Linked DNA regions of Mus musculus: regions 1, 2, 3, 4, 5 and 6 are each linked to region 7. A link is a contact called in public Hi-C, HiCAR-type, HiChIP or PLAC-seq and promoter capture Hi-C data. All regions are on one chromosome and are shown on one strand. Each heading gives the region's core, a stretch centred on a gene start, on an enhancer-like site or on the middle of the called end of the contact. The rest is flanking DNA. Distances are from core to core; before and after follow the strand shown. Region 1 holds the start of Cnot11 (CCR4-NOT transcription complex, subunit 11). Region 2 holds the start of Arid5a (AT rich interactive domain 5A (MRF1-like)). Region 3 holds the start of Cnnm4 (cyclin M4). Region 4 holds the start of Neurl3 (neuralized E3 ubiquitin protein ligase 3). Region 5 holds the start of Hs6st1 (heparan sulfate 6-O-sulfotransferase 1). Region 6 holds the start of Tbc1d8 (TBC1 domain family, member 8). Region 7 holds the start of Txndc9 (thioredoxin domain containing 9).

The links. Promoter capture Hi-C pulls out the DNA fragments that hold promoters and counts their contacts. Hi-C and Micro-C count contacts between places; a contact is called where the count stands out from the background. HiCAR-type assays count read pairs that join an accessible place to other places. HiChIP or PLAC-seq counts read pairs in DNA pulled down with a chosen protein or histone mark. Capture Hi-C pulls out chosen DNA fragments and counts their contacts.
Region 1: a contact with region 7 is called in a Hi-C map of muscle stem cells, with 3 times the contacts expected there. The contact joins the promoter of Cnot11 here to the promoter of Txndc9 in region 7. A contact is called at or near these places in 2 of 39 promoter capture datasets (3T3-L1-derived adipocytes and liver), 4 of 484 Hi-C or Micro-C datasets (B cells, CD4 T cells, CD8 T cells and 1 more), 5 of 115 datasets of contacts at active chromatin or transcription factors (astrocytes, embryonic forebrain, extraembryonic endoderm stem cells and 2 more) and 1 of 9 other capture datasets (adipose tissue).
Region 2: a promoter capture Hi-C map of liver shows a contact between it and region 7, with 2.7 times the contacts expected there. The contact joins the promoter of Arid5a here to the promoter of Txndc9 in region 7. A contact is called at or near these places in 3 of 39 promoter capture datasets (embryonic stem cells, liver and neutrophils), 1 of 484 Hi-C or Micro-C datasets (CD4 T cells), 2 of 115 datasets of contacts at active chromatin or transcription factors (astrocytes and extraembryonic endoderm stem cells) and 2 of 9 other capture datasets (adipose tissue and liver).
Region 3: a promoter capture Hi-C map of liver shows a contact between it and region 7, with 2.7 times the contacts expected there. The contact joins the promoter of Cnnm4 here to the promoter of Txndc9 in region 7. A contact is called at or near these places in 1 of 39 promoter capture datasets (liver), 1 of 115 datasets of contacts at active chromatin or transcription factors (astrocytes) and 3 of 9 other capture datasets (adipose tissue, liver and pancreatic islet).
Region 4: an H3K27ac HiChIP or PLAC-seq map of thymic regulatory T cells shows a contact between it and region 7, with 8 times the contacts expected there. The contact joins the promoter of Neurl3 here to the promoter of Txndc9 in region 7. A contact is called at or near these places in 1 of 39 promoter capture datasets (pre-B cells), 1 of 484 Hi-C or Micro-C datasets (B cells), 1 of 115 datasets of contacts at active chromatin or transcription factors (thymic regulatory T cells) and 2 of 9 other capture datasets (adipose tissue and liver).
Region 5: a promoter capture Hi-C map of adipose tissue shows a contact between it and region 7, with 6 times the contacts expected there. The contact joins the promoter of Hs6st1 here to the promoter of Txndc9 in region 7. A contact is called at or near these places in 1 of 484 Hi-C or Micro-C datasets (B cells), 1 of 115 datasets of contacts at active chromatin or transcription factors (pancreatic cancer cells) and 2 of 9 other capture datasets (adipose tissue and liver).
Region 6: a HiCAR-type map of astrocytes shows a contact between it and region 7, with 2.3 times the contacts expected there. The contact joins the promoter of Tbc1d8 here to the promoter of Txndc9 in region 7. A contact is called at or near these places in 1 of 115 datasets of contacts at active chromatin or transcription factors (astrocytes) and 2 of 9 other capture datasets (adipose tissue and liver).

What each region holds. Positions count from the first base shown.
Region 1 is chr1:39,534,364-39,538,100 of GRCm38.p6, reverse strand. It overlaps Cnot11 (CCR4-NOT transcription complex, subunit 11), which reads right to left and starts at 2,400. Exons shown (of 7, transcript NM_028043.3): 1 at 1,764-2,400; 2 at 521-685. The coding sequence starts at 2,262.
Region 2 is chr1:36,306,227-36,310,174 of GRCm38.p6, reverse strand. Arid5a (AT rich interactive domain 5A (MRF1-like)) reads right to left here and starts at 2,442. Exons shown (of 7, transcript NM_001172205.1): 1 at 2,339-2,442. The coding sequence starts at 2,342.
Region 3 is chr1:36,469,866-36,473,352 of GRCm38.p6, reverse strand. Cnnm4 (cyclin M4) reads right to left here and starts at 1,756. Exons shown (of 7, transcript NM_033570.2): 1 at 268-1,756. The coding sequence starts at 1,660. Gm33454 (predicted gene, 33454) reads left to right here and starts at 1,584. Exons shown (of 3, transcript NR_168706.1): 1 at 1,584-1,891.
Region 4 is chr1:36,271,953-36,275,813 of GRCm38.p6, reverse strand. Neurl3 (neuralized E3 ubiquitin protein ligase 3) reads left to right here and starts at 2,389. Exons shown (of 4, transcript NM_153408.2): 1 at 2,389-2,476. The coding sequence starts at 2,449.
Region 5 is chr1:36,066,006-36,069,910 of GRCm38.p6, reverse strand. It overlaps Hs6st1 (heparan sulfate 6-O-sulfotransferase 1), which reads right to left and starts at 1,511. Exons shown (of 2, transcript NM_015818.2): 1 at 727-1,511. The coding sequence starts at 1,253. It overlaps Gm39624 (a long non-coding RNA gene), which reads left to right and starts at 3,668. Exons shown (of 3, transcript XR_865341.2): 1 at 3,668-3,905.
Region 6 is chr1:39,477,003-39,480,427 of GRCm38.p6, reverse strand. It overlaps Tbc1d8 (TBC1 domain family, member 8), which reads left to right and starts at 1,681. Exons shown (of 20, transcript NM_018775.4): 1 at 1,681-1,988. The coding sequence starts at 1,862.
Region 7 is chr1:37,995,583-37,999,218 of GRCm38.p6, reverse strand. Txndc9 (thioredoxin domain containing 9) reads left to right here and starts at 2,011. Exons shown (of 5, transcript NM_172054.4): 1 at 2,011-2,110; 2 at 3,378-3,586. The coding sequence starts at 3,398. It overlaps Eif5b (eukaryotic translation initiation factor 5B), which reads right to left and starts at 1,209. Exons shown (of 24, transcript NM_198303.2): 1 at 895-1,209. The coding sequence starts at 929.

The DNA of each region.
Region 1 (3,737 bases), core at 1,151-3,650, 1.5 Mb before region 7:
GAGTTCAAAGTAAATATCTTTAATCCCTATAAACCAAACAATAATAATATTAAAATAACTCCAAAAGAGAACATGGAGTGAGGTGGATGGCAGGGAGGGAGGTGCGGGGCAGAGACCAGGCTGGGTGTCAATCAGAAGCACAGAATAAGGAAACAGAAAAGAGAGTGGAGGAGGTGCTGGGGTACAAGGGTGTGATCTGGGATGGGGACTGGAGCGGGCCTGGCCTGGGGCTGCGTGCCTGAGTACTCAGAGTCAGCCAGTAAGAGCTCAGTTAGAGGCCAGCATGCTCTACCCAGCTCTTCCAGGACAGCCAAGGCTACACAAAGAAACCTGGTCTCAAAACAAACAAACAAAAGAGGGGGTGGCAGACAGGGAGACAGGGAAAGGACAGGGCAGGGCAGGATGGGAGAGGATCAAACAAAAACAGCAGAAATGTAAATTTAAAAGAAAAAACTTGTTGATTTTAAGCAGGGGATCTCAAGAACCGACAAGAATGTCCCAATCACTGGCCCTCCCTCACCTGCCAGGGCTAACTGAAGGCCGCTAATGTCCACAGACTGTCCCATGTTTCCAACGTCCATCAAGGCAATCTGGCGAGGTGTCTTTTTGAACAGTTCCCTTGGGGGTGCCAGCATGAGCTGGGAGAGGAAAAACTTTTCTGGTGGAGTTATAGGAGGCAGGAACCCTGCAAATAAGAATGCATGCCGGTTTCTCGCCAATGGGTACTGGTAAAGTTTTAAAATTTAACTTTAAAAGTTAACTGGAAACTTTGCTACTTGCCACGTGGAGCTATTCTTATGATCTAAATGTAACTGAGTTCCAGCTGATTGAATATTCACACTTAGTACACATAGTAATCCATAAACAAATATATCGCTTGAGATTCTGTGATCTATGGAAATGTCAATGAAACGTAAGGTTTTAATAGCTGTTGAGAACTTTTTGTTATCAAATACTTAGATTCCTACAAATTTAAACATACTTTAAAAATTATATATATATGTATATGTGTGTGTATATCTATATCTCTATCTCTATCTCTATATCTATATATATGTACATATGTACATGTATGTCAGCCTGTGAGTGGTACAGCTGTCCCAGAGTCCTGGACGAGGCTCATGGTATAGAGGAAGTGACCCTGGGTTCCATCCACAGCACCAAATTTAGGGGCGCATCCTCAGGTGTAATCTATGCCTGATCTTAGCAATGCTGCAAAAGCAAACATTCCACAATACTGCCCAGGACACATGCATCTTTGAATGGTTAATTAGAAACGACTTCATCCTCTCCTCACGCGACATTACAGCTAACCAAGGAGTTGGCTGCAAAGACTTTAGATATTGTGGTGATGTGGACTTCAACCTCAGGTTCTTAATACCGACTTCTTTACTCGGAGGCTTAAAAAGGGGGTAAACTCAGTGCCATTGGCTGTAACTTCGCATACCTCAGGACCTTACAATCAAGAATGAACCGTATCTGGCATACTAAAATATGTCCAGCCCGTTTGTGGGCTTGTACGATGTGTTGGCTTTTTCGATTGGGAGGGATCATCTGGAGTGTAGTGAATTTGAAAAAAAAAAAAAACCAAAAAAACAAAACTTGCAACTTCTATCTCTCCCCTATTTTAGGGAAAGAAAGTATGGAAAAGGAGGGAGGGTCGATCCCCTCCAAGGAGGCTGAATGTCCCTAGCTGACGACCCCCCTCCCACCCCCACCCCAGAACAGCTGGCTGCGCCCGCACGGCTGGCTGCGGGACGTACCTGAGAGCGGGGGCCGGTCGGGCTCCTGGCCGCCGCGGGCGGGCGGCGCCGGGTTGAGCAGGTGCGCGAAGCTGGCCGCGAACGGGTTGGCGGCGAGCGGCTCGGTGCGGTACATCTCCCAGAGCAGGTAGAGCGCCGTGAGGCGCTGCGCCGCGCTAGGCAGCAGGTCCGGCTGCTGCAGCAGCATCACCAGCACCGAGCCCAGGCGGAAGTGGTCGGCCTTGCTGAAGTAGTGGTGGAAGGCGGTGGACAGGCCCTCGAAGGTGCTGCCGCCGCCCGCCTCCTCCGAGATGATGCTCAGCAGGCTCGAGAGCTCCTTCGGGGTCAGGCTCATCCTGCCCGCGGGGCCTCCAATCCCTGGCCCAGGGCCGCCTGCTCCGCCTCGGCCTCCGCTCGAGCCCGCCGGGCCGCTCCGGAACGCCGCTGCCTCCCGCGCCCCTCTGGGATCCGCTGAGGAGAGAAGCCGGCCAGACGCCGTGCTCGCCCCGCCGCCGGGCATCAACCTCGCCCGCCTACCCCGCTTCCCGGCCGAGAGGCCCAAGGCGCCGACTCGCTGCGTCCTCCCGCGGCCGTAAAGCGCACCCTTCCGCGACAGCGTCGCAAACAAAAACAGTGCCTAAGTCAGACGAGCGGAACGGAGACACAGGGCCGACAGACCGACGACGCTGGCCGAGCGGAGGTTCCGGAGACGCGAGTGGGCGGGGCGCCGTGTCCGGAAGGGGGCGGGGCGCCGTGGAGGGCGGGGCCGCGTGGTCTCTGAGCTGTCCGAGTGGTCCTTCCCTGCCTGAGTGATGTAGAGACCGCCGTTAATTGCCCTTAAAGCCCTCAGAAGCGATCCTTGGGTGACAGGGTGGCGCCAAACCTGCCCAGTCAATATTGCCTAAGTTATAATTTGGAAACTAGGTCTTAGATGCTAACTGGTCTGATAGAGCATCCTTGACGGCTCATTTCTTGTAAATACCAATGAAAACAGGATTCTCAGAAACAGTTTAAATTTCGAGCCTTGCTCGTATTCTCAGAGATGGGGTCGTACCGCACATAAACGTTTGGTTATGTGAACAAAAATCTAGGCGAGGCCGGCACCAGGGAGGCAGAGGCAGACGAACCCCTGTGAGTTCGAGGCCAGCCTGGTCTAAAAAGAAAGAAAAAAAAAAATCTGAGAAAACTGTCTCGAGAAATATTCGTTTACAAAATCGTTTGCAGTGCTTCTTTTTCCTTAGCCTGCCCTAGGGCACTTTTTCTGGACGCCTTGGCTGAACACTGGAAAACCCTGGAAATTTCTTTACATACCAGCCTCCTGGACCTGGTCCCCTGTGATCTGTTTCAAAGGCACCGCTGCCCGCTCCCCACCCCTATGCTCCGGTGGTGACTAGTATCCACTCTAGAGTTACAGAAACCGAGCGACTGTCATCAGCGTCACCTGCTAGCTACCCTGTGCTAAAACTCTTCGGCAGCTGAAAGTTTTCTATTTACCGCTGAAGTTCTCAAGGAAATCTTCAGGAACAGGTGATGGGTATGGCGCATATTTTAAAGGCCTCTTTAGTTTACTGTTAAACCTGTGGAGGGGTTCTGCCAATGAACATTGCAATCAGCAGAAAATATAGCTTGCCAAACGGGGCAAATGATTCAAATTACCTCTTCTACTACTACTACTACTACTACTACTACTACTACTACTACTACTACTAATTAGTCAACTATGTTCTCTTTGAGCCTTTTTACATTGGATGCTCTATGACAACTAATCATACTAAAACCCACTCATGCTAGTTATTGTCATAACTTATTGTTAGTTGATAACTTAAATGTTAGTACAGTATGGGTGTTTCGAGATGTTTTAAGGTATTTGAGCACAGCACGTTACCCGCCAATAGAGCTGATTTCCACTAAGATTAATACCAAGAGCGTCTTCCCTGTTTCCACTGGGCTTGTTTCTAGGGTTTCTCTGCCATTACCACAAACTGAGTTCATTTT
Region 2 (3,948 bases), core at 1,193-3,692, 1.7 Mb after region 7:
TATCACCTCCAGCACTGTTTCTATAGCTCTCTCCCCTTATCTGTGAGATGGGTGTGCTAGGCTCCATAGCCAGTATTCTAAGCAGAAGAAAGCAAGAAATGATGCTTCTCCCTACAGATCACCTCACTGACACCTGCCTGTCCCCACGTATCCGATTCTCCCTAGGGTGCTCCTGACAGACTGACCTAAGTATGTGGGAAGTGTGTACCTGATCTGAGACCACTGAGGCTCAGACAGGGTTCAAGGCTCACCCCCCTGAGCAGGCGCAGACACGGCTACCACTTTCCCTCCCTCTTCTTGGTTTGCTTACCCCAGTCACCCTTCTTGTGATGGCAAGGAAGTGACACTTCCTTTCATGAAAACTCACTGGCTGGGAACACTGCGTCAATTACAACAATAACGGCAACAGCAACCTCAATAACAACCAGTAGACACAGCCCCACCCCCTTGCCTGAGGTTGTTGGCTTAAGTTTCACTTAGCTCAAGCTGGAGAGGAAACAAAGACAGCCTTTGAAGCGGTCAGTCCACTCTATGGCAGAAGCCAACTGCCTGGCATTCTCCTCCTTGGGCTTGCTCCAGTAGGCAGTTTGGGGGGGGGGGGGGGACAGTCCTACCAAGAGCCAGCCTTGAGGACAGCTGGACAGGAGTCTGAGGATCCAGGACACAGCACCAGCCACAGCCCACCCTCAGCACCTCTGCCAAGCTCTGTTAGCGGCTAGAGACAAGCTGAGAGTCCTAGGGGCTGCATAAAGGCAGAGAGGGGTGTAGGGGCACCAGGTATGAGATTCCAGACTCCAACTGCCCTGAGAGAGCCCAAGAGATCCTACTCCTGGGAGGACTGAGTCTTCACCGCCCCACCCTTCATCCATACGTTTGATGAAAATTGCTCTCTCTATGTATCATTTCCGGTTTTCCCACCCCACCTATGCTGAAACAAGCTGCAGAGGTTGACTCAACAGAAGGCCAAAACCCCTACACAGGGAACTTCCGGACCTCACTTTTCCTTTCTCCTCCTCTCCTCACCCTAGCACGGTGCCTGCTACACTCGTCCAAGAGGCAATCTAGATCATTACAGATCAGCTTCCCACCGAGGGCAGCGGAAGGCCACTAGGAAAGAAGAGAAAGAGCAAGGAGTTTTTGAAGCCTGGTCCTCCCTCACTGTCAGACCTTAGTCTGTCTCTATGCCTCAGTTTCTCTGTAATAGAAGACGGGGTGGGGTATATAATTCTAGGCCATTCTGCCTCTGTCACTTCAAGTTCTAGGCCAAGCAGTCATTTAGGACACTAACTGCTGTAGAGACAGACCCTCTAGCTTAACATTCCTCACCCTCCCCTGCCCAGGCATCCATCCTCTTTAGACACTGAGATCCTTAGATTTGCATCAATTCCCAGCAGTGCCCGCGGGGCGGGGCAAGGAGCACCTGTTACACTCATCTGAAATGAAAGACTCTGCAAACTAGGGGATACAGCCTGAGCAGCACAATTTGGGATTAATTTGAGGCCTTCCCGGCCTACGGTTGGCCCCACTGTGCCTGTGGGTTAGGTGTGGGATGTGACCCCGGCCAGGGAGCAACGCCTGGGTAGTGAGTGCAAAGGGCCACAGATCGGTGGTGTGGTTGTGCCCCTAGTTCGCAATAAGAGCAAAGCCAAACTTGTTCGTCGCACTCTGGCAGCCTGAGCTTCTGCCCTCGGTCCACTAAACACCCCCAGTCCAGGGCCATCACCCTGTCCCTTTGAAGAGACCCGAGGGAAAAGAGGGAAACTCAGAAGATCAGGCGGGTAAAAAGAAACCGTCTTTCCTGCTGGGGGTTGGAAAGAAAAAGAAACAAAAAGAAAAAGGAAAGAGAAGAGAGAAGGAGCAGGGGATCTGAAGCGTGTGACCGTCAAACCATCAGCATGTCCCTTGGCAGAAAAGAGGAACCGTTGATTCTTCAAAGCGCATTGAGCAATTTCTTCAAAACCCGCGCAGTCACTTTCAGGAATCGCGGCCGCAGTGGGAAGCGCTGCGCGCGGCCCGGGCGCCTCGGTTTCTGAGAAGCGAAGCGCTGGGCTGGCACGGGGCAGGGAGGGGCCCGCGGCCGAGAAGCTGCTGCTGACAGCTGTCACAACAAATGGGCCCAGAGCAGCTCGAGATTGAAACCGCAGCAGGAAGTGTGGGCGGCTCAGTGAATTTCAGTCCAGACTCGGAGAGGAGAGTTTCGAGATAAACGCCTGGGAAGCCCCTGGCCGCCCCGACTTTCCACGAGAAGAGAGCACGCAGACATTCGGGTTACCCTGAGAGCCACGATCGCTCTGGGACCCCAGCCCTCTGACCCCGGCGCCGCCCGCCAGCCGCTTACCCATGGCCCAGCGAGAGCGCGCGTCGCTATGCAGAGACCCTCTACACGCACAGCCGTCCTGTCCCAGCGCTCTCGGCGCGACTGACTACCGGCGCCGCTCGACTGCCTCCTCCCCCGCGGACCCGCCCATGGACCCGCCCCCCCCCAGCGCTCTGGGCGCCCATTGGTGAATCCTATTTTCTAGAGCGGAGCAGACTCCGCCCCCTTAGACCCGAGGACGTCTGGGAGTTGTAGTGTGCGCCCACTTTGCAGCTAGGGGCTGATGTAAGAAACTCAAGAATCAACTGCTGTCGCATGTCTGTTGGTTTCCCTAGAGGCAAAACTAGAGTCTTAGAAAAACTGCCCGCTCTTTGTAGCTTGCCAAAGACTGGGTGGGGTTAAATAAAGTGCTTCTGGCTTTTACCTGAAGTGGTCCTGGCCGGTTCCATCCTTTCCAACTTTACACAGTAAGTACTGTTAGCCTACCAGAGGCCAATCTAGAAAGTCTGTGGTCCAGGCCTAATGCCCAAAATGCCCATGTCTACATATGTCATGTAGACTGAGTGAAAGCCACAAGATGGACCGTGCAAAGAGGAAGTGAACGAGTTGAGGGTGAATGTGGACAAGATTAGTAGAGAGAACAGTCATTTGGACCCGTGTGGGTTATAGAAGATGACGCTAAAACTTGAGATTTAAAAGCAGAAAGCCTTATTAGCTTGAACTCGAACTCTGTTCCTATTATGTAGTTAGTATCCCCGGAATCAAATTCTGTTGATTAACTATAATACTCATACAGCTCGGTGCATTTCATACCATCATTATCTTCATTATATAGAGCAAAACAGGCCTGGGTGATTAATTAGCTCATATTACTGGTCGGTGGTAGGGCTAGAGAATTGGGGCACAGAGGAAGGCTTCATAGTTAGCCCCCAACATTTTAGTGTTCCCCTTCACACTGAACAAATGGACAGTCTGCATTTGATGACTTTGACCCTCTGGGCTTTATCCATAAGCTCTGGAATGGCAGATCTGCAAGCTCAGCCTGGAGCAGACACCAGTGAGCTTGGTGGATAATTGTAATAAACCAGTGCTTGCCGATCTGGTAACAGGCAATATTGTGGTTGATATTTATTAACTGCTCAGAATAACGAGCAGAACAATGATTGTAACAGTGCCTCCCACATCCAAGATTACAAACCCCAGTCCACCCCAAGAGATCCAAGACTCTAGCAGAGATGCAATCTACCAAGAGATACCACCTGGAAACTTCACAGGCTTCTAGTCACTGTGTTCATTTGGTAAGGGTCGATTGGTTGGGTTAGCTACAGTGCCAGGTTAGGTATGGAGATCTGCACGCTGCCTTCAGTGTTGCAGTATAGACCATCCACTACCTCCTGGATTGGATACATCTATCAATGAGGCACTCACTACCTTTCAAAGCCACAGCTAATCCGACCTCTGAAAAGGAGGATCCTACCGTCCAGGCAGGAGAGCTCACTCTCAGGCAGTGCTGTTTGTGCAAAGCCTCAGCAAGTCAACACCTGTCTCGGGCAACCTGCGAACAATAAGATCTAAATTTAATTGTCTCCTGAGGCAACTCTTTGCAACAGAAAGTAATTTACAACAGCCAA
Region 3 (3,487 bases), core at 507-3,006, 1.5 Mb after region 7:
ACCAGCTCCAGACAAGTGTATCTCCTTCAGCTTTGATTCAACTAAGCACAGAACACAGTGCCTGGCAGAAGGCAAAGGCTTGAGAACCGCTTCTGCTGCGCCTGATAACGTTCACACCAGAAGCATAGGAAGCCATGGACAGGGGGACCCAGAATAAATCGCACAAACAGAAGAGTAAAACCTGCAGACAGAGAGCATGCAGGGGATGCTTCAGGGGAACGAGAGGTATCAAAAGGACATTTAACCAGGAGCTACACCAGTCCTTACCCTTCTTAAATTCCTCTAGCATGGCATCCAGCTTGGTGTCATGAAAAACAAAATGTACCGGGTGGTTGTAGAAGCGAGTGATGGTCTTGAGCGGGGTGCAGTCATCCGGGTCAACAAAAGCCAAGTCTTTGACATACAGGATATCTACAATATTGGATTGCTCATCTTCAAACACAGGAATGCGAGTGTAGCCACTCTCCATAATCTCCGACATGGTGTTGAAGTCCAGAATGGCATCACTGCGGATCATGAAGCAGTCGTGTAGCTGGGTCATGATATCCTCCACAGTTTTGGTCCTTAGTTCCAGGGCACCCTGGATCATATTTAACTCCTCCTTCACCAAGTCATTATAGGGCTCTGTCACCTTCAACATCTCCATCAGCTTCTCCCGATTGTAAACAGTGCGAATCTCCTGACCTAAGACGAAGTCCAGGAGTTTGCTAATGGGGAAACTCAAGGGAAAAGTGAGGAGCATAAAGACTTTGGTGAGAACAATAGTGTTGGCACCCACAGCCAGCCCGTGCCGGGAGCACAGGGCTTGAGGTAAGATCTCCCCAAAGATGACAATGCCAATGGTAGAGGAGGCCACTGCCATGATGCCAGACCCGATGAGGTTGTCTAGAAGGATGGTGAGGGAGGTGTTGACTAGCACGTTCCCCAGGAGCAGCGAGCAGAGCAGGTAGTTGCCCTTGCGCCTGATGGGCTCTATCTTGCGAGCATACTTTCTCTCCTTCTCAGTTCCACAGTTCTGCACGATGCGCAGCTCCATCGGGTCCAGGGCCATAAGCCCCAGGTTGAGGCCAGAAAAGATGCCCGACAGCACCAACAGCACCATAACGAGAAGGATGTGCAGCCAGAGCGGCAGAAACCTCCCATGCTCCTCCACCATGAAGAGCAGGGAGTCCTTGTCCGTCCATCTGGTCCAGGGCCCGTCGGCCCGGGGCCGGGTGCACAGCGCGTACAGCTTCATGTTCTCGCTCCTCCGCAGGAACTTGGTAATCACCACTAGCATCCCCGACGTGTTCCCGCGGCTCACGTTGACCAGCCGCTGGACCACTAAGTCCTTGGTGAGCTCCAGGCAGTTGGTGGAGTTGTGGACCGCCTCGGCGTCGTCCACCTCGGTGAAGGAGATCAGGTTGCTGGAGATATCGCCCAGGCTGTGGCCATAGAGCCTCAAGTTCACCGTGCTGCCCTCGGACACGAAGATGATGCCATCCGGGTTCATCCCGCACGACTTGTTGCAGCTCGCTAGCCTCATGCCTAGGATCACGCTCTGCTGGGGGCTGCTCTGGCCGCTGGCCGCCCGCGTCCATAGCAGCAGCAGCGCAGCCAGGAGGAGGCGCCCTCGGGCCGGCCAGCCGTCCCGCCGCCCGCCCCCGCCCCCCGGCGCCATGTTGCTCCGGCCCCGCCGCTGCCCGCGCCCCGCCGCGCGCCTCACTCGGCGCCTCCGCTCCTGCCCTCCTGCCGCTCCGCTGCCGCCGCGCCAACTGCCCCAGCCGAGGACCTGACGTCAGACCGCGCCCCGCCCGCCCCGCCCCGCCGCCCCACGCCCCTTATTTGCATGCGATGTCCCGCCCCTACCCACGGCTCGCGCGCCCGGCTTAAGGAGGTCTGCGCCCTTAAGGTAGAACGGCGCGGGGCGAGCGCGGGAGCCCGCAGCGGGGGTGCGCCCAGCCAAGCTTCCGCGCGGCACCGGGCTTCTCCCGCGCTCCTCCTTAGGGAGCCCGGCTCCCAAGCCCCACGCGCTCGGTTGCTTCCGGGTCCCCTGCACTCTGTCGCTCCGTTCTGGGGCGGGTGGTGCTTCTCCGCGGGCACAGCGAGAAAAATGCATTTCCTGGTTTAGAAAAAGAAAAGGGAACCTGAGGGTTCAGGCTGGCGTTACAGCCTCCTTACTTCTGGGATTTTCGTTGACCTTGACCCAATGCCAGAAATAGGTTGTCACTGCCCCCGAAGTCCCCCAGCCCACTCCTCGGTTCTGTCTAGACCCCTAAGGTGCTGAGGGACCAGGCTCTGACCTAGGTTTTTCACCTGTCATTTCTATTTAGGGATGAGTTTTCATTGAACATGTACTCTTGTTTCATACTCTAACGATACGGCAATGAACAAGCCAAAATTCTTGCACATCTTTAGTTTACAGCCTATCATCAGAAAAATGGCAGTAAACAAGACAAGCCATACGGGGGCAGGAGGGGGAGCGCAATAAGCAAGTAAACACACACAGGAACACTAAGTGTTTTACTTCTTACAGATGCAAATTTTGAACCTAGGCACAAAATCCTAGGCCTTTCAGATCTTCACCGTTAATCCTAGTCCCTGTCTGTAAATGGCGGTAAGAATGACTGGTTTTTTTTTTTTTGTTTTGTTTTTGTTTTTTGTTTTTTGTTTGTTTTTTTTTTTTTTTTTTTTTGAGACAAGGTCTTACATAGCCCGATATGGCTTTGAACTCTTCAAATCTGAGGCTGACCTTGAACTCCCGATCCTATGTCCATTACCTCCCAAGTGCAGGGTTTACAGATATGCACCACCATGCCTGGATTGATTTTATTGTTTAGTTATGGTTTTAGTTTTTAATTTGACGGCAGGAAGAGTGATAACACAGCATCACCTGGCTAAGCACGTGAGAACAACTGGCTTACACACCGAATATGACATAACAACTCTCTGTGAATAGTCTTTGCCTGTGTAGTAATAGTTGTTGCTGCCTGCTCTTTCAGGACCATACCCTTAACCCCAAATTGTGGTGACTGGCCAGCTGAGGCAGCTGCTTGTGGAAATGAACTGAGGGGTGGGGCTGCTGTTCTAGCCTTGAGATCACTGCTTCCTGGTCAGCCCCACTTGGATGTCATCCGGCAGCTATGAACTCAGTGTGTGGGGATGACCACAGCTATCCACCCACAGCTGTCCACCCTGTGAAGGGCAGGACACGGATGACAAACATCCTTACCTCAGTTGCAAGAGCTATACTAAGCACAAGGCCTGGGTTGACCCCTGGGTCTCCCAGCAGGGCTTCTCCTGGCCCTAGAGACACAGTCCTTCTCTATGTCTCTGTACAAACCCCTGTGTTTATTTTTACTTTGGTACACAGCCTGCCAATTAAGGCAACAATCAATACCAGCAGCAAAAATCCAAACATAATGGAACACTCATGCAGTGTTGTGGGGGAGGCTGGGTAGCAGAGGCTGACTTAATGCTCTGGCATTGTGCTGGTGGGTTCTGTAAA
Region 4 (3,861 bases), core at 1,140-3,639, 1.7 Mb after region 7:
TATGGGGTAGGAGGGGACAAGAGGAACAGGGTTGTCATGGAGATGGTTTGGTTGTTCAGAGCACTTTACTGATCCTCCAGAGGACCCGCGTTGTCTGGGCTCACAACTGCCTGTATGTCCAGTCCCAAGGCAATCCAAAGGTTCCGGCTTCCAAGGACTGCCACACTCAGGGGCACAGAGCTACAGCCAGACACATACAATATATAGGATTAAAATAATAAGAATAAAATTTAAGATTAAAACCCTCACCATATATGTGTATGAGACTGTCAAAGAATAAAACATAAAAGTATTTTCAAAGAAGGAAAATGCCACTGGGGGTGTAGCTAAGTTGGCAGGGTGCTTGCCTAGCAGGCATGAAGCTTGTGTGTGTGTGTGGTGTGTATGATTTGTTTAGTGGGTGTGGACATACATGTGCCACGACATGTGTGAAGGTCAGAGGGCAGCTGTCAGTCTTCTCCATATACCATGTGGGTCCCTGGGTCAGACTTAGCAGCAGGTCAGGGCCATCTCACCAGCACTGAAGGGTGGAGGCAGAAGTTGAGCCCACGAGTGACTGTCAATTATAGTGAAGGTACTGGGGCAGAGGTGAGTGTGAAGGGATGGTGATGAACAGGGCGGGGCCTAGCAGGAACAGTCTGATCCAGTTCTCCCCCGCCCTGATGTCCACGGTAAGCAGGGCTTGAGGAGCTTGGGGCTGGCTTCATGGGAGAAAGGTGGGGGGCCTTCCTGTTTCTGCAACCCCCCAAATGTAGGGAGCCTGTTTAGAACGGCACATCCTGAATCCAGTCAGTGGGGTAGCTAAATTCACTTGGATGTGGGTGTCTTTGGCCTTGCCTTTGCCTTGCTGGCTGCTAGCCCGAGCAGGCTACAGGTCCTGTCTGGGGACCATACCACCTGCCTGCTGGTCTGCAGCTAGCCCAGTCATTTTCTAGAAAGGCTAAAACTGCAGAGCAGGCACCCTGATTGGGCACCACACACCTCTGTTAGGGGGATGTGGCTAATCAACAAGGATCTCTTGGCTCCAGCCCTGAGCAACCCAGCAAGGGAGGAGCATCCACAAGTGTCCAGAGACTGGTGTGCCTGCCAGGAGGTGCCAGGAGCCTGAACCTCTTAGACTGAGCCAGCCGGGGCATCGGGGGAACTGCAACCTTTAGAAGCCACAGGACTCCGGCCCAGGTGACTGGCACTGGCTCTAGAGCAGCTACCTGTGGTCTTGGCAGAAGTTATACATCTAGTGCAGTGACAAAGGGCGCTCAGCAAGGGTGTGGCCGGAAAAAGAAAGTCCAGGGGTTACAGCAATGTCTAAGGTAACCAGGGCTACACTGATAACACTCACCTTCCCCTGGCCACTTCTTCTCACTTAGGCACCACATGCTGGCTGGAAAAGGTCCCCAAACCAGAACATCAGACCTCAAGAAGAGGAAGGGATCTGCATAAGGTAATACAGCAGACACAACCTGGGTCTCCAGCCCTCTATTTCCCTCCTCAGTCGAACCGCCCCCGCCCCCCCCCCGCCCCCCCCGTCCTGTCTAGCTCACTGTCATTTCCAGGTGCTCCTGTTCCTTTCTTTCTTTTTTTTTTTTTAAAGATTTATTTATTATATGTAAGTACACTGTAGCTGTCTTCAGACACTCCAGAAGAGGGCATCAGATTTCGTTACAGATGGTTGTGAGGCACCATGTGGTTGCTGGGATTTGAACTCCGGACCTTCGGAAGAGCAGTCGGCGCTCTTAACCACTGAGCCATCTCGCCAGCCCCCCCCCCTCCCCGTTCCTTTCTTAAAGGGGCCACAGAAGTCACAGAATTGTGGCTTTGATCTGGAATCTCAAGAAAGACCTAATCTGGCGGGGAGGGGGGGTGGGGTGGGGGTGGGGTTGTAAGCCCCCAAACCAACCTTGCCACTGGGCGGCCTCACCTTCACAGGTCCTAGGATTTAGCTCAATCAGTTAACCTTCAGCAGCGCTGCGCACCTTCTCTATGTGGGGTTGGACACCATGCCGGCTGCTAATCAAAGTTCCTGCATGCTCTTGAAACTCCCAATGCCCAGATCTCATCCCAGACCAGGACCACCAAAGTCTTTGTTGGGGAGAGTGGGGGAGGGCGTGGCGGCGGCACGGGTGTTTACTAACATGCGATTATAATTCACAGACAAGGGCTGCTTAGAAGTCAAACAGAAAACCGTCTGCTGCAGCCACAGTTACAGCCCCTGCTTCCCTTCTTATCTCAGACCAGCCTGCTGCAGCAGCAGTCCACTGTGAGCCACGAGAGGTCATGGGGAAAGTCCCGGATATCGTCATGCGTGACAGCATCTAATTAATCAACAACTCTGTAACGTGAGCTCCAGCCTATAAAAGGGGAACCTTCCGGAGTCTTGTAACCCTGACCACTGGCCTTCACAGACATCTTCAGACCCAGGGACTTGTGCCCCAGGAGGAGCTCAGGCTGATGGGTTCTCTCCTCAGCCCTGAGGCCAGTAAGTAGATTTCCCGTATGCCTTGAGCTGGCTTCTGGAGTCCTGACTGCATGGAGTACAGGTGGGAGGTCTGGAAAGGGGAGATCAGAGACTTCATTGGCTCCTAGAGTGGGTTTCTCCATGGTCTGGGCTGCGCGAGGGCGAGAGCTTCCTGCCTTCCCAGGAACCCAGCAGAAGCGGGGTGTCTGGTCCAAGATGGCTGCGGAGATACACACCCCTCCTTCCCACCCACTACCTGTAAGCAGTCTTTATCTAGGAACTGGATAAGGGAGAATCAAGGCTGGGGTGGGGAAAAGGGGAGAGCTTAGGAGGCCGGTGGAAAAACGAGGGATTTCAGCCTTGCCAAATTGTCGGTGGCAATGTGGACAAGTCATTTTTGTCCCTGGACTCTTGGTTTTTTTCTCGTCTGAAGGTTGGGACTATGCCACCACCCTGCTGTCCTTTAGGACTCCAAATGTAGATATCTAAATAGTAATGAGATAAGAAGTTTCTCTGAGACACCAGTACCTGTGGTCACGTGTCCCCTTAGCAGAGGGGCCTGGTGAGTGAGCAGGAAATAGCATGCCACCCCTTAGAACAGAGACGGGGACCAGGCACCCTAGACCTGCCCCCCCAAGCCAATCAGTGCCCCTGTGTAGGGCCCTTGGCAAGCACCCAAGGCTTGCTCACAGTGGGCGGCCACGCCCAGAGCCACCTCTGCTGTGGCAGCTGTGTTTGGATTCAAGGCAGGGCAGTAACAATGCCAAAAGGGATGGGGTATAACAGGTACAGATGTGGGGGGGGGGGAGTGGGAGAGGGAGAGGAGGGAGGAGGGAGTGGGAGAGGGAGAGGGACTGAAACTGTGTAGCTGAGCCCACAGTCTCCTTGGGGCTGGGAGGACAGGAAGGGACCTTTCTTGAGCTTCCCCAAGCTCTGCATGCTGGGGTGCAGAGGGGAGAACAGGATTCTGCAAAGGGCTGACTGGGTGCCTGGCATCCCAAAGACCTTGATGCTGAAGGTGCTGGCAGTTAGGAGGCCATCACGGAGCAGGTGGCTGAGCATCCATCACTAAAATCCCCAGAGCCTTGCAGCAGAGACTATAATTTGTCTTCATCTGCCCAGGCCTGGAGATGACCCTACAGACATGGCTGGCCTGTCCCAACTTCCTAGCAGTCTAGATCCAGGCCAGCCTCCGTCAGTGGGTAGCACAAAGGTGGGGGTCACTGGAGAAGGACTACCTCTCTATTGTATGGAACCTCAGGACCTGGCTTAAAAATGGGGTCTAGAACAGGAATTCTCTAGTTCTTGATAGACAGTACTCTGAACCCTGTGCCAACCCTGCCAACCAGGACACACCCAATTAGAGAGCCACGTTTAGCTTGTGCCCACCTCTGCCATAGCCCAGC
Region 5 (3,905 bases), core at 262-2,761, 1.9 Mb after region 7:
GGAGGAGAGTGATGGGCCTTGCTGGGAGGTCCCTGGCTTTACAAGTAGCTTTGACGGTCTCAGCTATCCCTAACCTGGCCGGTGGATAGATTTCTAGGGAAGTCAGTCCTCAACTGGAGGCTTTTGTTCCACTTCTGTGGCTGGGGAGGCCAGGTAGTGCTGCCTTCTCTCCGACTTCAGTCTGGGTCACACGGGCCTTTGTTCTACCTGCACACACCGGCAGGCAGAGCCCACCCCTTTCCTGGCAGCTCCTCCCCAGGCTGGCAGGCACCGGAGGGCCTGGAGATACCACAGGTGCACAGGAAGAGGAACCGCATTTCTCTTGCTCCACTTTTAGTACTAGACGGGTACGGGCTACACATGCACACAGAGACACACCTGTTTTTCTGCCTCTAGAGCCAAGCCTGGACCTCTAGTCCCCGAGGTTTATCTCTCAGGCTAGCCCGCAGTGCATAGCAGGTAGGGTGGACAGAGAGCAGCGGGCAGTGACCCAGGAGGAAGTCTGGGCACTGCGCAGACAGGCCAGTGGCGAGGAGAGGCACGGAACAGAGGGTGAAAAGAGGGATCAGAGGTCAGGAGTGGCAGGTGTAGGGAAGGATGAGATGGGAATCCTGGGATCCCGCAGACTGGAAGGGGCCCCAAGAGAGGAGAGGGCAGATCTGGCCCGGGGCTTAGGGGTACCCCCCCCCCCCCCCGCCATCACACTTTCCCGCAGCGGGCGCTCACCTGGGCGAACGCAGACCTGCTGGGTCGCGGCGGTCTAGCACACCGGGCACACAGTTGGTGAGTTCGGTCCAGTCAGCGTGCAGCCCGCAGCTCCAGCCCGTGGAGAAGCGAGAGAAGAGCCAGGTCTCGCGGCGATTGGGCCGATAGCAGGTGCACTTCTTCTGGCCCGGGCGACAGTCGCAGGGCACCTCGAGGCGCACGTTCTGCACTAGGTGGCGGCCGAAGGTGGTGCCGCCGGTCTTCTGGATGTGCAGGAAGACGATCACGTCGTCGCCCTTCATGTCGAAGCGCAGCGAGCGCTCCAGCTCGCGCACCGGGAAGTAGTACTTTTTCTCGTAATGTGGGTCCGGCGTGGGGAAGAGATCCAGGTCGTCGGGGGGCACGCGGCCACCGGGCGCGCCCAGACTCAGCCCCGGGCCCGCGTACTGGTAAAGGATGAGCATGAAGCACGCCGAGCCCGCCACCACCAGCACGAACTTGCTGGCGCGCTCAACCATGGTCCTGCCGCCGGCGCGCCGCCGCCGCATGTGTCACCATCGCCAGCGGCCCGGGCGCCGGGCCTGGGAGGGCGGGGGGCGCAGCTGCTCCGCCACCGCCGCCGCCACCGCCGCCCGCGCTCCGGCCCGGCCCGGCTACTCGGCGCCCAGGCTGTGCGCAGCGTCGCGGGCCCCGGGCCTCGGCGGCGCCGTGGCTGCTCCCCGCCCCGATCCCGGCTCGGCTAGCGTACAGCCCGGCCCCCGCCACAGCGCCCCGCAGCCGCGCGCGCCCGCACCCGCCCGCAAAGCTCAGCGCCGAGAACGCTCTGCACCGCCCCGTGCGCCGCCGCGTCTCCGCAGTTCGTCGCGGCTCCGCCCCGGCCCGCCCCTGGCCCGCCCTCGCGGCGCCTCTTGCTGTCGCCGCCCGCTCCGATCCTCCGCTCCGCCTCTGGAGCGCCCTGGGGGAGGGGCGGGGCCGGAGGAGGCCCAGGCACAGGCCAGAGCTGGGCGACGGGTCGCGTGTCTCTCACACTGTCAACGCCGGTCGCTACGGAAAGGGCATTGGATCCAGCTCGCAGACCTGTGGGTGGCGACTGGGTTGTCCCGAGCCTACGAGTGGGTGGCTCTTTTGGGCATTGGTCCTGGGTTTGGGAGCCCGAGTTTTTTCACCTTCTCTGGTTATGGTAGTTTGTGTTACCTGCGCTCTCTGTCTCCCACGGGAATACGGAGGCTTTGACCTTCACATTGAAGGATAGGAAGTTCCAAGTTCGAGAGCGCTGGGAGTCGGGACCACCAGGTGGTTTAGGACTACCAGTAAGGGTGGGGAAGGAAGAGAGACGTTAAGGGCATGGATCCGGCTCTTACGTGGATATCACCAGTCCCCTGGAGGCACTGGGACAATGACCCAAAGCCCTCAGTTGAAGATAAACCGAAATGTGTGCAGAGACCAGAGGACAAGCTTTATTTGTCCCTCTCGCCCAGTGTGCCCTGTTTTGATCCTGGTCATACTCAAACAAACAAACAAACAAACAAAATAGTGAACCAACATTAGAAAAAAATTAAAATTCCAACCTTCGTGATTTTTTTTTTTTTTACATTGGCAGCAGTATCTGCAGCCTTGATTGGTGCTCTGCCTGTAGTGGAGGGTCGCCTGGGCCCTAGGCTGCAAGTTGGAGGCTCTAGTAGTAATCTATGCAGCCTATAACATGTGGAAGGTCCCGTCGCCCATGTTGTACTCTGTACTGGGCCCCTAGCTATACTTAGGCGGCCAGAACAACTGGAGGTGGGGAGTGAAATGACCTGTGCAGAGTTCCACAGCCTAGGGTAGCTGGGAGGGGCTTGGGTGTTTGGATTCAGGCCAGAGTGGCCTCTGGGAGGTGCTCCCACTGCCAGGCCAGGCTCAGGTGCCCACAGCAAGTACCCCTGGGTAGTGCCCTGGATCTGTCCTGCTAAGGGGTGGGTCAAAAAGTGGAGAGAAGGGGAGGGGGTGGCAATAGTGGTCCAAAGCATTGACTGCAAGTTAAAAAAAAAAAAAAAAGACTTGAAAAAAAAGAGCAGCTGGGCAGTGGTGGTGCATGCCTGTAATTCCAGCACTTGGGAGGCAGAGGCAGGCGGATTTCTTAAGTTCGAGGCCAGCCTGGTGTACAGAGAGAGTTCCAGGACAGTCAGGGCTACACAGAGAAACCCTGTCTTGAACCCCCACCCCACCCCACATACACACACAAATAAGAGCTAAGAGGAAAGCCCTCCCAAACGGTGAGATCAGGAGAGAATGCAGACACACTTATATCCAACTTGTCAGGAATGTGAAGAAACTGGGCTCAGCTGGTAAAGTGCTTGCTGTGCATGACTCAGGACCTGGGTTCGGTACCCAGAACCCAGGTATAAAATGCCAGGGATACTTGGCCTGTGTTTGCAAGCCCAGGACTGCTGGGGAAGAAGAGATAGGCAGATCCCTGGGGCTTGCAAGCCAGCCAGTCTAGCCTATAAGGCAGCAGGTTAATGTGAGACACTGTCTCAGAAACTAAGGTGTACCTCTCAAAGGACAATATCCAATATCCAAGGTTGTCCATTGTCCTCTGTCCTACACACACACACACACACACACACACACACACACACACACAGAGAGAGAGAGAGAGAGAGAGAGAGAGAGAGAGGACATGTTTTGCAGGCAGATTGCAGAAGTTACCACTATGGTCAGACCGCCACATGGCCCTGAACACACTACATAATGACCTAGAACCAGGGCAACAGGTGTCCTTGGTGACACCCAGGGCCTTTTGCCCCTGGCCCAGAGAAACCCAAGGGCAGTCTGTTTGGTAATGATTTATTCTGGTTAGGTATGGCGACACAGCAGTGTGCTGAGGGCGCTCCCTTTAGAAGTTGACCAGGGCGGCATTCCAGCATGGGATTTGGATGACAGCAATCCAGATTTACACAGCATTGCTGCCAGCTAACCCATCTGATGGTTCTGCTCAGATGCTAAGGATCTACCAAGAGGTCAATCCCAAACAGAGTTGTTCCAGTACTAGACATAGCAGTTATGTTATTTCCAATCCCACTAGCAAGCCTTGCAAGAACGAGCTAAAACAATCGTTCCACAAAAGTGAAAACGAAGGTCTAGAGCTCTCCAGAGCTAGACAAATTCTCTCACTCTGTTCCCTGGCCGTGTGGCGTCCAGCCTGTGTTCATCTCTGTTCC
Region 6 (3,425 bases), core at 432-2,931, 1.5 Mb before region 7:
AGTGCTTCAGAGAGCAAAGGGTGCCTGGGAATGTTTCGTGAAGGAATCTTTTCTTGCCACCCATCCCTGACTCCTCTGACTCTGGTGTGGCTCCAAGCCTGTGATTGTGGCTTATAAACTTCTGTTTTCTTGAGAAGATGGTTGCCTGTGGCTGGCCAGTGTACCAGCTTTCTCAATATCTCTCTTTCTTCTTCTTCTTCTTCTTCTTCTTCTTCTTCTTCTTCTTCTTCTTCTTCTTCTTCCTCTTCTTTCTCTCTGTATTTTTTGATTGGTCTGCAGAGAAATGGGCTTACTTCGTGGTGACATTTGTATACAACATGGCTCTAAAACTTGCTTATTTTCCCCTCCACCGTCCTCCCCATCCCCCAACCTCCCGTCTCACTTTGCTTTCTACAGGGCTACTGTCTGTTGGATCTGACCAGTTTCTGATCCTCCCCCAGGACAGCTTCTACTTTCCAGTTCTGTCCTACTTAACAACCACATTTTGTCCTTTTGTCAAAACCCAGGGACTAAGGGAACCTTTCCCCTCCCTTTGGCTAAGATATCCGATCTAACCACCTCCCCACAGAGAACACGTGGATCCCTTTCCCTCGGCCTTTTTCAAGGACAGCTAACATGTCTACTCTAGCCTAGAGAAAATATTTATTTAAAACCCTGTACTCACATGCCCCGTGGCTTCTCGTTACTATTACCTGCTCCCATGTTCTAGTGGGTTTGTTTTTTTCTTTAATGTTTTCTCAGAATAGACACAAGAGCCTTATTTTTTTCCGGAGAGGACCTGCAGGGGTGAGTCTCATAGTGGTGCCTTCTAGGTCCTATGTCTCTGTAAGACATTCAGTGTTCAGTATGGTCTGCTGCTGGACTCAGGTTTCTGCGTTGCCACCTCTCCTATAGCTTCAGTTGTATCCTTACAAAAGCATGAAAAAATATTCTGTAAGAGAAATAATAAGTGGGGGATGTCAAGAATGACTCCTGCTGCCAGGCCTGATGACCTGAGTTGGATTCCCAGGGTCCACATAATGGAAGCCAAGACTGACTCCTCAAAGTTGTCTTCTGACTTCCACGCGCCAAACTGTCTCTCGTGACCACCCCCTCCAATAAATAAAATGTAATAAAGAAGAAATGTAAATGTTTGAATTAACGGAAAGCAATTTCTCTGACCCTCTCCTTGCTGTATATATGGACTAAAATATGTAGCATTCTGTGTTAATTTAAAAAAAAAATGAAGAGCGCAGCATTAAAAAAAAATCCAGATACAATTGTCTCCAATTTTCAGTGTTAGCTTTTGGTTATTTGAAACTTGAACACACTCCAGTTTACTGGCGTGCATTGTGCTCTTTAAGGTTAAGACTCTGGGTTGGGCAACCTGCAGCTTGGATAACAAGATGTCTTTTCCCCCTAGGTCCTTCCTCCAGCTTTTAAACAAGGAGCGTGGAGACAACTTGCGCAGTTGCTCGCTTCCTACCGGGAAGGAGGGAATTCGAGACTCGTCCGGGACTAGAGGGAGGAGACCTGGCAGTGGCTCCGATTTCCTCCCGCCACTCCGGAACCCTGGCCGGGAGCCGCAGAGACTAGGAAACCAGGGAGGCGCCACTGGAGCCTCGGGGAGGGTGGAGGGCGTGGCTTCGGGGGTGGGCGGGACCGCGGCTGGTGGGCAGGGTCTAGCCGGGGCGGGGCCACGGCAGGCAGCGCGGGGTGAGCCCGGCGAGCTGTGGTCTCCGCGCTCCGGGGCTCGGCAGGCGCTCCCGCTTCTGTCTCCGCGCGCAGTTCCCGCCGCCTCCTTCCAAGCGGGCTCGGCCCGGTGCGGCCGGCTGCTGGGGCGATGTGAACCGGGACCCGCAGGCGCGGCAGGTTCGCCGCGATGTGGCTCAAGCCCGAGGAGGTGCTGCTCAAGAACGCGCTGAAGCTCTGGGTGACCCAGAAGAGCAGCTGCTACTTCGTCTTGCAGCGGCGCCGCGGGCACGGCGAGGGGGGCGGCCGCCTCACCGGTAAGGGGCGCGCGCGGCGGCCCGGCCCGGCCTCTGTCCCTGCCGCCCGGCCGCGTCGCAGGTGGTGTCTCGGTGGCAGCCGACGAGGCCAGGACGGCCCTGCCTATGGCTTGTTTTCCTTTTTCCTGCGTTTCTCACGCGAGCTCCGGTCGGGCTTGGAGCTCAGGGACCCACGGGCCGAGAGAGGCAGGTGCATCTGGTGTGACCTGGCTCGCGAACGCTGGAGACGCAGCTTCTAGAGCTTGCCCCAAGGCAGCGAGATCGGGGCGCCCTAGGGCCCCGCCAGGTGACAGAAGGGTGCGCCCAGGCAGGCCCGGACTTGGCCATCTGGACGCAGCTGTGGCTCCAGGTGGTGTTGCAGCTGCGGACTTCAGGCCAGATCATCGGGAGGTTCTAGAGATCCAGGACTTTCTGGCCCAGGAGGCGGGGGCTGTCTTCGCTTCGAGGGGAAACTGAGGCACTATAGTTGCGTAGCGAAGTTAAGCATGCCGCTTTTGTTTCTCCTTTCAATGTCTTCTGTGGAACGATAGGACAAAAATACGATAGGCTTTGAAGTTGTCTCCAAGCAAGGCATTTTCCCCTTCTAAAAGTTATGGCTCAAAGCTGTTAAGAGATTGGGATCAGCTCGCGTTATTAGCTAGAGCACCTGCTCAATCAGGGAAGGGGAATTGTCGTGTTTTGCCTAGGGGGTTGGAATGATTCCTTTGGTTAAGGAGCCACCTCTGGTAAAAGGGACTTCAGATGATGGTCCTTTCATAACCTTCTACTGAATGTCGCTGAGGGGGTCAACAGACCTAAACGGTGCGCTCGGGTTAATTGCTGGTGACTGTCTGCACCTGGGCCAGTCTGGAGACGGCCCTTTGGGAGCAGAGTCTGGTTGGAGAAATGAGGAATATGCTTCTACCTAAAATCATGTATTTTAGCTTCAGGAAAAGCTAGCAGGTGTAGGGTGGGGTCAGGGTCCACGATGACAACCGAGACTCTCCTGAGAATTCAGTAGTGGGTAGGAGACCACAGGATTCTGGTTGAAAGGGTTAGTAGACAGTGGAACGTTCTGGGCAGCTGAGTGGCCACGAACCCCCCTGAACAGGGACAACTTGTGCAGCAGGTGGGCTTCGTGGGGGTGGGGGGAGAGTTACAGTAGAAGGAAGGGGGCCTTTGAGCCCTTTGTGAGGCCCTGGGTAGCACCATGGAATTTAGTGTTGGACTGGAGAACAAGAACTTGGTAGCATCCTGCAAAGCTCAGTAGAGGCCAAGTGGCCTGAGAGGGCTGTGTATGTACAACACTGGAGACGGTGGCTTAATTGATGGTGGATTAAGTAGAGTATCTGGTGTATTAGTCATCTGTTGCAGAGGGTGACGGTAGGACAGGAGACTTGTAAACTGGGAAATAGGGAAACAGTTTGTCCCCCCCAGACACTTTTGCTGCTGCCCACC
Region 7 (3,636 bases), core at 762-3,261:
CCAAAATACAAGCCTAGTCTTTAAATTCTTCTTGCCAGATAGCCAACTGCGAGGTCCACACACTTAAGTGTTCCGACATACACTTCAACAGCTTTAACTTCAAAACCATGTCTGTGTGAGCCACAGCGATGAAGTGCCACAAGGCTTGGTTTTGTTTTCGGTTACCTGTAGTGTTTTAAATTAAGTTGAATGGCCATTACTTAAAGATGAAATGGAACAGATGGTTGCAGACGCCCAGGAAGTCAACTCAACTGAAAAGGGTAAAAGAACTTAATCGAACGTGGCACAGGCATGCTCCCCAAATCTCCGCCTAAGTAGCTCATAAACACACACTCCTTCCCCTGAAAAGGCTTTTTCTTTTAAGGTTAGAAAGCAGCGACCCTTGACTGGTTTCTTCCCCTCCTCCTTTCTTAAGGGAAGCGGTAGGAAGCCAAGACATACGCAAAAAAAAAAAAAAAAAGAGGCCGGAAAATGGAAAGCCAGAAAGCAGGACTGGGCAACCGGGACTTTAAATAACCCCAGAAGTGTTTCCAACTTGGCACACGGGAGGAGGGAGCCGCTGGGCTACCTCTCCGCAACCCCGAGCACCTCCGAAGTTCCTGAGCCGCTCTGGGAGGCGTTCCCAGGGCCAGGGGAGGCGAGGGAGCCGTTCCCGGCCCGCCCCACCCGGGCTCTCCGGGCCCGGCTCGCACTCACCTGGGCCGTAGGCCTGGCTTAGCAGCGCCCGAGCCCGGCCCCACACCGCCCGGACCCCCAAACGACCTCCGAGCCCCTCAGCCCCACGCCTCGGACCCCAGCCCGAGCCCCGGCCGCGGGACGCGCCCCGTCGAGGCTCGCCCATCCAGGGCCCCGCGCGACTCCCGGAGGACCCCCGGCCCGAGCCCCGCCGCCTACCTGTCTTCGCTCTTGTTTTTCTGTTTCTTCCCCATCGCTTGTCAACGGCGCTCGCGGCCCCGGCCCCTCGGTTCGGTGTCTCACAGACCCACTGTCTCCCGGCTGACTCCAATGCCCGCTCGGCTCGGTCCCCCTCGCGCCGCCGCCTCTCGCACCCGGCTCTCCACAGACCCGCGCACTGGGACAGGGCACATATGGTGTGAGCCCTCAGTACGCAAGCGCATCGCCCCGCCGCCTCGGCGTGGGGACGCAGGGCGCGGCTCATCGAGAGCGGCGCTTCGGCTAGAGCGTCTCCAGTAGAGCCGCCGGCCAGGTGGGAACCCAGGCGCCCCCTCGCCGCAAGTGAGCGCCGCGCACCGACGTCCGGCGGATCCCGGGTTCTAGAACCTAGAGGACGACAATGAGGCCGTTCATTTCTCACGTCGGCACCCTTCCCGGGGCTGGCTTTCGACGCAGAAGTGGGACTGAAAATTCTCCCCTGCCTACGCGGCCTCAGCTGCGGGAAGTCCATTACAGGACCACAAAGAGTCAATGATGAGCGTTCTGGGGGTGGCAGGACAAAAAATGGGATCCCTCTCAGAAACACTCATGAATTGTCAACTGTGTACATTTATTAAGGGGAAAAAGACATAAGGACACAGCAACGGGTCCCCTAATATGAATCTTCGTATGAGCAAGTTCTAAAAATTCATGTGCCTAAGAAAGTCAGGAGGGAAGATCCTGGCATGGTGAAAATTTTCTCCATGTTTCGGGGCGATGTTACTAGTGTGAGCTGTGTATAAATTATAATGTACTGTAAGCTACACTTTCGAAACTATTAAACACAACGAGAAATGAAGCCCCTCTGTCACTCAGGCTCAAGACCCGGCTCGTTTCCCGGTAGAGCCGGGACCCGCAGTCAGTGCACAAAGAACTACAATTCCCAACGTGCCTAGCGCCCATCCCTCCGGCCATTAGCCCACGTGAAGCGTAGGCTCGGAAGCCAGTAGTTCCGGGTGGCGGAGGATAGGGCTTCTCCGAGGCTTTCGTCACTCGCCACCGCCCTTTCCGCGAGTGTCTCACATTGTATCGCGAGAGGACTGTAGCCAATGAAGTGGCGGAGTTAACAGCCCCTTCTCTGCCCTTAACAATTGCTGCGAGGTTGAAACCTGTGTGAACCCGGTGGGTATTCTTGATCTGCGGCTTCCTCTCTCCGTAGGCCTCATCAATAGTCCAGGTACGGCTGAGGGTGATGTGGCCGATAGTGCCACAGCGTCCCAGTGTTGATGAAGGACACATCCTCGGCTGGGATCGAGGGAGCGGCTGGGAGGGCCTCGTCTGGGCGGCTGCGGAGGCTACGGCGCATGCGCCCCAGTTAGTGCGAAATCGGGTCCCCCCGGAACTACTCCACCAGTCTCTTGAGCTCAGGGAGTGGCGAAGAGTCTGCTGACAGGTACATGGGGTTAGGGTTTCGGTTAGGAGTTTGTAGGGGAGTACATAGGTGTCAGGGCCCCCAGTTCGTCGGTAAGAATAATACTCGATTTGGTTCAATAAATAGAAAGTTATGTCCTTACCCCCAATATAAAGGCAGTGACCACCTCCGCCTAATTCAGGGCAGCACTTTTAGTCGCGTGAAGCTCCGCATTTAAACGTAAAGGTCTCCTGTGAAATTCTCGGTGATAAACGAATACTGTGATGCAGATTCTGAGTGGCTGGTCTCGGATCCTTCTCTCTCTTCCCCGAGTTAGGGATCCTGGGAGTACAGCTTCTTTTCAGTTGTATAGTATTTATGAGAAGCTGACAGTTGGAGTTTTTAAATGACCTTATGTAGCCCAGGCCTATCGCTCCAAATATGAGGTGTGACCCTTATGCTTCTGCCCTTGAGAGCTGAGGTTGTAATCATGAGCCACCATGCCCAGGCTTATTTTGTGTGTGAGCTGATTAGTTTTAGCTGTCAACTTGATAGAATAATCTACGGTCACCTAGGAAGAAAGACTCATTGAGAAATTGGGTAGATTAGGTTGGCCAGTGGGCATGGCTCAGAGAGTAGGGATTGTCTTGGTTGCATTAATTAATCTACTCCCAGATTAATGTTGTTCTCCAGCAGATGTTGGACACAAGTAGACGTGTGTGTAATTACTTCTCTCTGCTTCAAGAGCCTGCCTTTAGTCGTAGAAGCGATGGGCTGTCACCTGGACTTGTAACGTTTATGTCAGGATATTTTTGAGGAAGTATGCCGAAAAGCAAGCTAGTGTATTTAGGGATTTCCCTGGATTCTGGAACCATAAATGAGATCTTTGATGGTTTACATCTTTATTCTGGTTTTGGCAGGTGTTGGGGCCTACATGCTGAGTTCTAAGGCCAAAATAGTGCCTCCAACATGGCATCTGTTGTGTTAACCTCTCAGGCTCTGTTACAGAGACCCTGTTTTAAAAAAAAAAAAAAAAACAACAAAGCCCCCGAAATGTAAACTTAATACTTATTTTTTATGCCCCCTCCCCCAGCACCAAGACCACTTAGAACAATGGAAGGTAATGGATCCGTCGACATGTTCTCAGAAGTCCTGGAGAACCAGTTCCTCCAGGCCGCTAAGCTGGTGGAGAATCACTTGGACTCTGAAATTCAGAAACTGGATCAGATTGGTGAAGATGAACTGGAGCTGCTCAAAGAAAAGAGGCTGGCGGCGCTCAGGAAGGCTCAGCAGCAGAAACAAGTAACCTCCCGCCCGCCCGCCTGCTCACTGAATCACTGGAGCCCAGCTCC